Linked DNA regions of Mus musculus: region 2 is linked to region 1. Evidence: chromatin contacts called from public Hi-C data. All regions are on one chromosome and are shown on one strand. Each heading gives the region's core, a stretch centred on a gene start, on an enhancer-like site or on the middle of the called end of the contact. The rest is flanking DNA. Distances are from core to core; before and after follow the strand shown.

Region 1 (6,246 bases), core at 2,407-4,906:
ACACTAAAAACATAAAGTTCCCACCATTGTCTTGGAACTAGCAAAACATAAGGCACATTGTTTGCTTGAGCCACGGAGGAAAAATAATGCTACCTCTTGATCGTCCCTTCTTCCACATTTCAAAAACCCTCCTCACTGCACATCCACTTCTTGGAATCACAGAGTGAGATGGGGTAGGAAGGAAGGTGCTCCAAGGTCTATTTGGAAATGGGTTGATAAGGAAACAGGCCTGAGACTGTGAGGCCCTCTTTGTTCCAAAATTCTGTATAGCTTTCTCATGAAGACTTGAGACCTGATCATGCCAATCATTGTTTGCAAGCTAAGGTGTGCTACAATTTGGACACTTCTGGGCACCTTCTGCAAGTTGGTCCCATGAGCTAAACAGGGACTAGGAGCCCTAGAAGACACCTCCTAAGGGAGCGGGAAGCAAATACTATCATCTTGGTCTAGGAACCAGGCCAAGACTTTGGAGTGAAAGAGTACTAGCCCAGTGTCTGTAATATAGGTTTGCCCTTATCCTGGCCTGGTGCCCCAGGAGAGGAGAAACATCAGAAAATGCATGTAAACACTACAGGACATAAGGTATGTGACAGTCTAGGAACACCTCATAATACCATGTAGGGAAGGAGCCATTCTCCATATTTTGTCACAGATACCTAAGTGCCTCATTGGGGTGGTGGTGAATGGCACTGGGAAGAGCAAGTGGTGCTGATTCTGGTGTTGGGGAGCACATATCAGACAACCCCTGTGGACTCGAATTGCTCTACTTGGTGGATTTTGGTCAGCTGGGCTTCTGGGCCCCTCCCACCACATGCTTTATATCAGCTACAGTGGTCTCACTTCTCCTTTGTATGCTGGGATCGACTTTATAGGATTGTCTAAACATGTTGTTATTTGCTCCTCATAACCTCTCACAAACTAGAAACAAGCACAGCGATGCTTTTCAGCACCAAGAGGGATTAGACTTGCCGACTTCAAGGCCACTTCAGCTCTGTCATCCAGGTTTTGGGACTTAAAGGTCCACTGTGGGCCATTAGTTGGATATGCTTCTGAAACTGGGAAGTCAAGATGCATATGTGGCCAGGGGCTTTTCCCTACCAATGGTCCTGAATAGGAAACAGGGCAGTAAATATGGAGAAGAAAATCACCTTTGTTATTTTGTGGTACAAAGTCAGAGACACAGCTTATAGTGTGAGATAAATGGCCCTATTTTATGAGCACAGAATTGGGTAAGCCTGCCAGCCTACTTCGAGATGGCATGGCTGAAAATTTCTCCAAATAAAACTTAGAATATAAAAATGCAAGAGAAAAAAAGCAAAGAGAAGAAGCAAAACCTGGGTGACTGTCAGCAGCCAGGACTGGGAGACTGTTAGCAGCCAGGAGAGGTTTCAGGGGGCAGTCTTTTGTTTCTGAAACAAAAAGCTTGAGACAGGCTAATTTTTACTTTATTTTACTTTTTAAAAAAGGAGACTTAGTTGGCTCAGAATTTGTGGGTTGAAATTCCAAAAGGCAAGGGCTCCCTTTTAGCCAAATCTCCCCATGGTGGACTGGAGTAGGGCTGGGGGGGGGGGGTGGGGGTGGGGAGGGATGGATGTCTGCAAGTGAGAACTTACATCATGCTGTGAACAGGAAGTCAGAGAAAGACTCACATCTCTCTCAGTTAATTTTTCATGGCTGGGATGAACCACAACAACCAAGGTAAATTATGAGAGATATAATTTAATTTGAGGGCTCACAGTTCCAGGGGTCACAGTCCGTGACCATCATGGCAAGGAGCATGGCAGCAGGCAGGCAGGCATGTTGGTGGTGTGGTAGCTGAGATCTATGTCTCATCCTCAAGGCCAAAGCAGAGAGCGGGGAGGAGAGTAGGGAGAGGGAGAGCAAGCAACAACTTGGAATGCCTTGGGCTGTTGAAACTTCAAAGCCCACTCCAAGTGTCCCCTCCAATAAGATCATATCACCTAATTCTTCCCAAACCATTCTACCAACTGCAGAACAAGCATTCAAACATTCGAGACTTTGGAGCCCTTCTCCTTCAAACCTCTAAGGTCTCATAATTCCTTTTGAGGGCATGCGCTTAGTGACCCTAAGACCTAACTCATCAGACATATTTCTTAGAGACTCTTCACCTCAGCAATGCTACACTGAGGACTAGATCTGTAACAGTCACTCATACTCGTGGGCATCCAAGAGCTACATAAGGTGTGTGGAAGCTCCCCCAGGCCACAGATTTACCTTCCAGAGCTCCAGTTGTCAACAGCCAACTGATACATGAAAATGTTCAATGAAAAATTCCTGAGATAAGCAACTCATCAGTTATAAATAACTTATATTTCCACATAGTTCTCTGCTTCATTAAGTTATTGTTGTTACCCTCTTACTGTGACTGATTTGTTAATGTAACTTTATTGTGGATATTTATGAATATGAGAAACAGTATATGTAGGCTTCAGTACTGTAGCAGTTTCAGGCATCACTGGGGGTGGGGCTAGGAACCTATTCCCTGTAGATGTGGGGGAATGTTGTATAAGAATATGTATGTATGTGTGGAGGGAGGAAGGGAGGGAGGGAGGGAGGGAGGGAGAGACAGAGAGAGACAGAGAGAGACACAGAGAGAGTCTCTGTGTGTGTGTTGAATGCATGTGTGTAGTGAGTGTGTGTGTGTGGTGAGTGTGTGTGAGTGTGTGTGAGTTTTTATGTGTGTGAGTGTGGTGTGTGTGTGCTGAAACCAAGACAAATCCGGTATCTGATATTGTTTTTGATTAGTAGCAAACATGTATCCACCACCATGTGCAACAACCTGTGTGGCGGAGTATGCGCAGAAAATAAAGTACTGCACTTGTTTTCTGCTAGCTCAACCATAGTGTGATGAGTGAACTCAAGAAGATGTAAGCACGGCGCTTCCAGTGTTTGCAGAAGGCTGCTCCTTGAGGTTCGGTTTAAATATATTTGAGTGAATAGAATTTTGACAAAGCAGAGATTAAGAAAAAGATATTCTAAGCTTCATTATATTTGAGATAAGTTGATAAGTCTAGCCTTCCTTCCTAATGTTCTCTCTCCTTCCCCTTGACCCATCCCTCCCTTTTCTCTTTGTGTGTGTGTGTGTGTGTGTGTGTGTGAGAGAGAGAGAGAGAGAGAGAGAGAGAGAGAGAAAGAGAGAGAGAGAGTGTGTGTGTGTTTGGGATAGCAGATGCCTGTAGGTGCTTTCTGGGGGGCTTGGAGGAAATAAAGAAAAAAAGGAGACAGATCAATTGAGCAAGATAGATTATGATTACCTTGGGAGAGGCATCCAGTGCCAGGCTATGGCATTAGGACTTCACACAGAAGATAATGGTGGATGTCTGACTGCTTTTAAAGAAGGGAGGGGAAGCTTGGAGTTTGAAGAATCCTCTGGCAATGCATGAAGAATAGACTGGAAGGTAGTCAGAGACTTGTGAAAGAGTCTTGGTTATTGCTGGATGAGGACTGAACCGTTGCAGAGGAGTTGGAAATGAATGTGAGAGGATTCACTTAGGAGAGGCAGAACCTGATTCCAGGTAGCAGAAGTCATTTTGGCTGGGAAAGGAGAAGTGGATTATGCCTTTACTCCCACTCCTCGATGGCAATCGTAACTTCTCTGCTGTGTCAGATGCTCATCTATCTTTGGCTCACCTACTCATTTGTTGAAAGCTGGGAGTCAAAGCTTTCATTTCTATGAGCTGGAAGATTCAGCCCTGCCATGTGAGGATGGTACTTAAAGGTCTGTGACAAAGAAGTGATCCCTAGAGTGTAGGCTGTGTTATGCCAACTGCAGGAGAGAGGGACTGTCCCTTGCTGTGTGATTCTGCCTGGTATAGAATTGAAACTGCAAAGAACACGTGTGAGGCTAGAGAACCCATGTGGGAACCTCAGCTAAGAGCAAGGAAAGGGTGAGCGCCATCAGTGCCAGCTACTTGCAAAGGGAACTCTGTGTAGTCTTGAGGTTGGGGAGGACAGGGGAGATCCTGCACAGCTGAGGAGACATGAAGTTAAGGATTCACGGTGAAGGTAGTTCAGACTTTATCTGCTGCCTAGCCCAAGATTCCTGTCTCTTACTGCTATCACAGGAGTCACAGGAGTATTTATGAAGATTTTATCATGGGATGTAGGTTTCTAAGACTACCAACAGGGTCACTTGTTATAGTGATGAGTATGATATATATATATATATATATATATATATATATATATATATATATTACCTCTTCCCTTTTGAAAAGGGAACTCCCTGTAAAAACTATAGAGTATTTAAAAATCCATACAATATGGATAGATAAATAAAAACAGTAAAACAGTTATCCTACCAGTAAAAGCAGGATATTTTTGTGATTGGAAGGCATACTGTTCTTTGCATGTATGTGTAAGGTGTACACATGAAAGTTCCACTCTAGACCCCATACCATCCCTTGTCAAATGCCAAACACATGGTGCTTTGTATTTCATCAGGTCATTATGATTCCTGTTTGTATTAATTTGTAGATGTTCAGAATTTTTCCCAAGGCCTACATCTTCCACCAGATCAGGACCAATAGGGAGTCAGACCTATCTCTAACATAACGAGTAACAAAAGTCCAAAGGGAGGCCTATCTATCTCTATAGCAGATGACAGGAAGGGTCTGTACAATCTGGGTACTTGTTTCTCTGGTGGCCACATGGTGTCACTTTTCAGGTCTAGACTGTCTTCACTTCCCTTAAAAACCAGCAGGCTTGGGCTCCAACAGAACAGACCTCTCTCTTCACATGCTCACTCTCAAGCTTTGTTTCCAAGACACTGTTGCAGTCCTTGTGGCACACTGTGAGGCCATTGCTGCTTCATCCATGAGGTGTCTCATGGTCTAGCTGTGTACATCTCAGGCTCCAGTGAAGACCCAAGTGACTCTGGAATATTCTATGGCAACAGAGTATGATCTTTTATTTCCTGTGCTTTTTCATTTTATCAACTCCTGTAACATTAAGGGACTGCACCTTTGATTATGTCTGAGAGCTGTTTCCAGAGAAGATTTAACAGAGGGAGGAAAACCTGTCCTTCAAGTGGGTGGTGCCAATCTCCTATGCTGGAATCCTAGTCTTGATGTTGTGGCCGGGCTGTGACAGATGAATACCCACATTATTCTTCTTTGATTATTGATCCATCAAGATGTAAGTGAGTAAGTCCCTGCTGCCACTGACAAGAGCTGGCCCCAATGGCATACCTATCCCACCAATATGAACTGTATCTTTCCTTCCTTTCATTTTTTTTGGGAAGGTCATTGGTCACAGCATCAAGAAAAGTAATTAATATGTCTTAGTTACTTTTTGATTGCTGTGACAAAACGCCACACCAAGGCAACTGTACTGTCTGGTTTTGTGTGTCAACTTAACACAAGAGAAAGGAGCCTCCCTTGAGGAAATGCCTCCATGAAATCCAGCTGTAAGGCATTTTCTTAATTAGTGATCAGGGCTGGTAGGGCCCACTGTGGGTGGTACCATCTCTGGGCTGGCTACCATCTCCTGGGTTCTATATGAAAGCAAGCTGAGAAAGGCAGGGAAGCAAGTCAGTAGGTAACATCCCTCCATGGCCTCTGCATCTGTTCCTGCTTCCTGACCTTCTTGAGTTCCAGTCCTTACATTCTTTGTTGATGAATAGCAATGTGGAAGTGTAAACTGAATAAATCATCTCCTCCCCAACTTCCTTCTTCCTCACGATGTTTGCACAAGAATAGAAACTCTGACTAAGACTAATTGGTACCAGCCTAGTGGGGTATTCCTATGACAACCTGACCATGTTTGGGGAGGACTATCTAAAGGACTTTGGAACTTTGTGCAAGAAGAGCCATTCGGAGTTAAGAGCTCTGGGGGATGTTCTGTAGATGCTTGGAAGATAATGTTGAGAACAGTGCAAATGATGGAGGCCTGGCTTGTGAAATTTCAGAGGGAAGAATAAAGACTAATCAGGGCAATTGCTATTTTGATTGAGAAGATTCTGTGGTTTTGGTTAGCTGGGGCTGAAGAATCAGCTGTGATTAACAAGATACCAGAACTACTAAAGTGAAACCTTTGCATTACTGGGACTATTGATGTCAGCTAGCTGGAACTAAGAAATTAGCGGTGATTAAGAAGAGACCAGCATCATTGAAGTGAAATCTGGGAAGTATTTTCTGAGAGCACAAAGAAGCTGTGTTCCAGAGAAAATCAAGTTTGTACCTTGTGCTGCGTGTGGACTTGGTAATGTGTAAGAGTCACCCAGGT
Region 2 (6,246 bases), core at 1,951-4,450, 45 kb before region 1:
TGCAAGTCTGGTACGTCAGTGGCCTATCAGAAGGATTCTGGCTACTTTTAGCCCCACGAGCCTCAGAAGTTCTTGTGTAGTGATCAACCTGCATGCACACATAATACCACCACATTGCTTCTTTAGGCTCTAGCCCTTTAAGCTGAGCAGTAGGAAAGAAGACAGATGAGGTGAGGCTAGACTACACATAGCACTGATAAGACAAAGAGACTTTTGTCATTACTGCCTTAAAATAGTTTATTAAAAAAGCACCGTCTACTCATGATGCTGTTATGTCCTGAGCACACACACCATGTGGTTTAGGTAGCTTCAAGAGGTAATAATAATAAACCCTCACATTTTATAAAGCCTTAAATTTTATGTAGCACATTAAATTTACTTACTTTTTCAATTGGATTCTGATTCTAACCACCACCCTGGTGTGTAATAATTATCCGTTTTAAATATGAAGGAAGCGAAGCTGAGTGAGTCAAAGATTTGTTCAAGGGCAGTTGATAAGTGATCAAGTCAGGTACCGAGCACACACACATGTCTAGTTGATTTTTGTTTCCTGTGTTGTTGTTGCCCCTATGCCAAGTACATAAGCTCTGGACCTGGGGCTGGCATCCAGATCTGAAAGTGACTCTGCCAGGTTTTGCAAGCAGCCTCAGCAGGCCGTTCTCTTCATTCCAATGAAGACAAGTTCCTCACACAGGTCTGGTAACTAACATTCTGGAGAGGTGTTAGCAGACCTTACAACTGAACTAAACATTCCTCATCCTCCTTTTTAAGTGAGGAGGTGATTCCTAGAGATTCACTCACCTAGTTAAACAGATAAGTCATGCTTGTGCTCCATTAATCCAGGATTAAGTCACAGTCTTAGGAATTCCTTTACCGGGTATCCCAGGAAAGCCTAAGCTATCTCCCTAGCCCACATCCCTCAGTGTCCATGTCCCCATGTAGCTCCCCTACTTCTCTTCTTCCCTCATCTGGCCAGTAATTCTTTCTCCAAACACAAATCTGAGAGGACCATTCCACTACCTAATAATGGCTTAGTATGCCTTGAAAGACATTCCGCTCTTGGCAGGAGAGGACAAATCCCCATTCCATGCTGCTCCTGTGTTGACTTCGGGAAAGCCTTTTCTTTGCCCACAGTACCTCTTCCCTGGGAAATGCTAGTCATATTCAAGATCTTGATTGTGCACCACTTCTGAAGTGCTGTCTTCCCAGACGACCATTGCTCCATCCTTTGTATGGTTTCACTTTTTACTATTATATAATGTACATTGCTCTGAACTGTGGTTTGTTTCCTAGTGTCTATTTGCCAGTCTGGTGGCTCTTTGAAAGTACAAACTACATCATCGCCTTAGATTCCATAGCCCTGGCACATTGCCCAACACACAGTAGGTACAGTGATGCTTAGCTAATGAGTGTGCCCCTTCCACGTTAAAACTGGTGCAGAAGCCTGCTGACTGTTTATTATCTTCTTGGGTTTGATCCTGTGGCTTTCACCTCTTTTGATTCTGTAGGCAAAATGTTGACAGTGCCCGAAATGTTGTTTTGTAATGGGCCTCTTTCCTAGAACGGTGTCATGGGTATAGAAGGGGAGGCAGAATTTCAGAAGAAGGGAGGTACCAGGCCAAGGGAAGACATATCAGACTAAGTGGTTGATAGATCTGAATTTTAGCTCAAAGCTAGGAGAGACCCTTGCAAAACTATCCTACCCATAACTATAGAATGTGAAAATTTAATTAAAAAAAATTACAAAACACAAACAAACCAGACACAGCTGCGTTTAACGCAGCAGTACCTTTCAGTTGCAGGGCTCTTTAGGTGGCGTTGATAAACTTTGTAAAAGGGTTAAGAACAAGATGCACCCGTGTCCATTTAAGACTTGTTCTTGGTCCCCAACAATACTTCAGAATGAAGATTCCCTAAAATTAGCTCCAGGTTCTCTCTCTCTTTCCAATGGTGGATGTAGCATAAAGGCTTTGGCAGGCAGGAGCTTGGAGTGGCTTGGGTGCTGCATTCCTAGCCTTCCTCATTGAGCAGACTGGGCAGAGCAGGCCTGCGGATTCTCATGGCTGGCTGGCTGGTGTTCATTAGGGCAAGCACTAGTCTTTGCTTTGGGTTCCCTTTCAGATAGGCAGGACTGGTGTTGAAAACAACAGCTATCCGGCTATCATTTACTTAACTACTGTTACACAAATCATTCCTACATAGCCCTTCAAAACAGGACCTGCTGTGTTTTCCAATCCACCTTTCTGGGTGGGAAGAAGATCAAGGACCATTTAGAGAGTTGGGAAAGTTCAGGAAAAAAAATGTGTCACACAAACTCTCTAGAGACTCAGAATGGCATACAGATCTCACTCCACCCCTTGGCTCCAGGCCACATTTTCAGTCTGGTAAGTCTTTTAGCCCCATTGAAATTATAGTTTCTTTTAGAATGAGTTTGTTTGTTTGTTTGGTTTTGTTTTGTTTTTAAATCCCAGAGGGTATGATTTTAGGAGCATCTCAAATACTGACTTTGCCCGTTTAGACAATGTCCATCTGGTCCTTTTCAAATGGCTCCTACCTGCAGCTGGTGTCAACTGGAGCTGAGAACTCCACCCCAAACTCCAGAGGAGCCCATGTGTCAGGCCAGGAGCAGAGAGAAGGTGAGAGACCTCTAGGAGGAAAGAATGAAAGCAACTGTGCAAACGGCTTCTTAGAAATAACCCCTTTATCTCACTTCTCTCAGGGGCGGATTCACTCTTCTATGGGAAAGTCCCCTTCCACAGCGGGGCAGCTCCCAAACTTATTTTGAAAACAACAGCACAAAGCGATACAGAAAGTTTTGAAACTCACCTTTGGGTCCGTTGGAAGGCTTCCCGCCGGCGGGACCGCTGGCTCTGTTCCGGTGCTCTGAAGTGACTTGGGCACAAGGGTGAGGTCTGGGTCCCTGCTCCTGCCTCTCCCTCCCACTGCCAGGTCCCGGGAGAGAGGCGGCGCTGCCGGTCAGTGGGTGCCACCAGTGTGATGTGGAGGAAAGCGCCCCCTGCGTCCCTGGCTGAGGTTTCACCGCACCCAGCTCTGCTACTGAGGTCAGGAACGCAACTTCCTGAATCTGACTGGCTGGCTCTGTCTCTCCTCAGCCCAACTCCTACCTTAAACTAGGAGGCACACGCCACAGCACACGCAGCGCGGGTGTCCTTCCTCCGGGTCTCCCGGCCAGTGTCCCCACTCCGCCCCACTGTGACGTTCTTTTGCCCCTCCGCCCCGAGCACGCCTCCTTCAGGACGCCAGAGCCAACTTTGCTCACAGACGCGCCAGTGTTCCCAGAGACGTGGGGTGTAAACTCCCAACCCTGGCCTAAGGAAAAAATAACAGCCCCGTGCTGTGGAATAAAGTCACCTTCCAGGAAAAGGGCTGGGGTGTCTAAAGGGAGAGCAATCCCCGGTGCCTCGTGACAAGGTATCTTTGTGTGTGCGCTCCATGGGAGTTACCTGGAGATGTTAGGAGCGCAGGAGGCAGGGACAACTAACTTCAAAAGTTCTCCCTTTTCATTTTATTTACTCCTTGTGAGCTTATATTCAGATCTCTTGTTTGTCTAACTCCGCCCCCAAATGTAAAGGTGGGGTGGTAGAGAGCTTGCTCAGTGCCTCCAAGGCTTCTGCAGGGAAGTTGGGAAGGTGTGATAGGCAGAAGCGGCTGTGGAGTATCTAGGGGCTTCCCCGGAATGACCTTGAGAGATCTTGCCATGATAAAGACCGGAGGTTCTACTCATTGGATTGTAGGTGTCAGGAGGGTGCGCAGCTGGTGCTTGCTTTCCAGTGGCTGGGCCTGAGCCATAGGGTCCTTCGGCCTTTGGGTGCCTGAATTAAAATGATTGGTGAAGCTAACTGTCACAACCGGGAAACAAGAGAGTTCCGGTTTACTCAAGAGAAGCCAGCTGGCTCTGGGTTGAAAGGCCAAAGAGAAAACCCAGCATTCATCCAGAAATGCCAAGGATAGTTGGTCCTGTAGTCTTCTTCCAAAGGCAGATTAAGTAGAGGTTTTCCCCCAGAAATCCCACAGAGAGAACTCGATCTAGATCTGTTGTTGTTCCTTTGAAACCGAGTCTCACTATATAGCCCCGGCAGGCCTGGAACTCACAATGTAGAAACAGGTTGGCCTCACAGAAATTTGCTGGGTTTAAGGACGTGTTTCACTATGCCCTACATAGATCTAGATTTGAATGATAATAAGAAGAGTGGTCCAAGTGATCTGTTGTGGGGGTGGGGTTGGGGGTGGGAGTAGTACGGTTAAGTGGGTAGGGCAGGGGGACGATCAGGCTCTGAAAGAAGACAGTTTTAGCAAGAGACAGCTATAGATGGATTCCACCAACAATTTAGTGGTGGATGGAAGGCTTCCATTGTGTGTCAAATCTGAAGCAGGGGTCTAGGGTCTAATGGACCAGGGAGCTGGAGGAAGACAGGCTTGGGGAATGACAGGAAACCTTAAGTGCAAACCCGGTGCGGTGATTGGAGACCGAGTCTCCCCCAGGACCTACACCGGACCTGTGTGAGATGTAATTTGCCCCCTTCCCCTGAGGATGGGGAGTAACTTTCTTCTGCAAGGTCATTGCTAATGTATAGTGGAGTTGAGATCTGAGTCTGAGTAGTTCTATCTAGTCCAGCCTATCCCTCATCACCATATCATCATCAGGAGAGAGAGTGGCTTCTATGGACAACTTCTGGGTTAACACCTGCTGAGCAGGGGGGAAGACAGTGGAAAATACTTTCCTGAACAACTTTATGGACAGGCTAGGCTGATGGTCACAATGCTTTCCAGAAACAACAACAACACAGAGAAATGAAGAACCTAAGGCAGTCACCATGAGCTCAGCACTTCAAAAACCAGATGCTTATCTGTAGGGCGGCATCCCAATGTTGTCTTAGTCCACAGGAAGACAGATCCAGAAAAAGTCTAGAACCTATCAAGTAGCAGCGACGTTGTGGCAGTCAAATCAGGGACTTACTAGATGACAAGATGCTTGGTAGGCTGTTATTGAGTTGCCAAGGCTACAGGGTCTATTGATGTTTTAACGTAATGAGTGAGCATCTGGCCAGCAGGTTTTCCTTTGGGGTGAATGACGCATCCCTTATGAGAAAACAAGTTAGAGCACCCACCTACTGTGTCTCCCCTTTGGCGGTGAAGTCTCAACTTATATGAACTCATGAATGGCCCCAGGCAACCACGGTGCTGGTGCAGTCTTTAAAAGCTTTCTTGTTTGAGGTAAGGATCTTTGAAGGTAGTCAAGAGGTGAGTGGACTCTAAGTGGAGTGAAATGGAGCGTTGACACATCTAATTAAGAAACAGAAAGCCCCCAAATAGCAGATTTGTGAACCAGGACTGAAAATTTAAAACCTTTTTGTGGGTGACCACCCCTCACTGGCTTTAGCACCTGAAGAGCTCTGGTTCCATATTAAGAGTGTTAAGGACAAAACCTGTGGGTTCCCTCTCTGCTGGTGTGGGAACTGACAGGGTATTAAACATCACGTTTTAGCCTGTGTTGAAGGTGAAGACTAACTGCACTCATTCTCTCTTTGTGCTGTCCTATTTCTGACAGGTCAATGGCAGTGTTGGCCAGGACGGATTCATCTGTGCAAGCCATCTGTGGGAGACAGTTTCCCATTAGGTCATACACCCTGAGTGCAGAAATCAGAATAGTGTTGTGCGGCAACAACAAAAGGGGGTGGCTTTTTCAGTGTGGGAAATATTTAACAGAGAATATTACGTTATTATCACCTAAAACAGGTGCATTCTTGCCTGCAATGCTCTACGAGGCTCGGGCATGTCCAGCCACTTACCACTGCGACACAATAATGCCGTCTACAACATTTGCACAGAGACTGAAATAAAAACACCTACACCTCTCAGTGTTTTAAGGCAGTTTATGATTTTGTGCTAGTCTGCATGTAGAGCTACCCTTGGCTACATATGGGAGCAGTTCCTGAGTTGGAGAGGCTTGGGAGAAACGAAAGCAGGGGTACCGGAAGAAGGCAGAAGGGCTGCTGGCCAGACAAAGGCTGTTAGGGGAAATGGCGAAACCCTAAGATGAGCACAGACTTGTTCTTCAGATCCTGAAATGCAGCAGCCTCTGAGAAAGGCAAGTTCAGGACAAGTTGGTGGGAATACTCCTTCACACAGTGGATAATGAATTTGTGGAATGGATTATCTCCCAGAGGTGGCTAAAGCTGGCAACGTAAGTGGATTTCGGAAAGCTTTGGACAGAGGTGTGAATGA

The links. Hi-C and Micro-C count contacts between places; a contact is called where the count stands out from the background.
Region 2: a Hi-C map of B cells shows a contact between it and region 1, with 1.5 times the contacts expected there. The contact joins the promoter of 4930523C07Rik here to the enhancer-like site in region 1. A contact is called at or near these places in 2 of 39 promoter capture datasets (neutrophils and pre-B cells), 1 of 15 datasets of contacts at CTCF or cohesin (CD8 T cells), 22 of 484 Hi-C or Micro-C datasets (3T3-L1-derived adipocytes, the 63-12 cell line, B cells and 16 more), 8 of 115 datasets of contacts at active chromatin or transcription factors (CD8 T cells, the SCID.adh cell line, bone marrow-derived dendritic cells and 5 more) and 3 of 9 other capture datasets (adipose tissue, liver and pancreatic islet).

Annotation. Positions count from the first base shown.
Region 1 is chr1:159,996,986-160,003,231 of GRCm38.p6, reverse strand. All of the region lies in intron 1 of Gm31493, which reads left to right. Among named protein-coding and RNA genes, the nearest start is that of Gm31667, 25 kb to the left of the region's middle. Within about 2 kb of position 3,656, at least 15 of the 459 cell types and tissues checked have an H3K27ac peak or open chromatin away from gene starts, as enhancers often do. A contact at or near this core is called in B cells, CD8 T cells, centrocytes and 2 more, where this site is marked.
Region 2 is chr1:160,041,334-160,047,579 of GRCm38.p6, reverse strand. 4930523C07Rik (RIKEN cDNA 4930523C07 gene) reads right to left here and starts at 3,200. Exons shown (of 3, transcript NM_001162896.1): 1 at 2,827-3,200. It overlaps Gm37294 (predicted gene, 37294), which reads left to right and starts at 3,263. Exons shown (of 2, transcript NR_168324.1): 1 at 3,263-3,432; 2 at 5,570-5,879.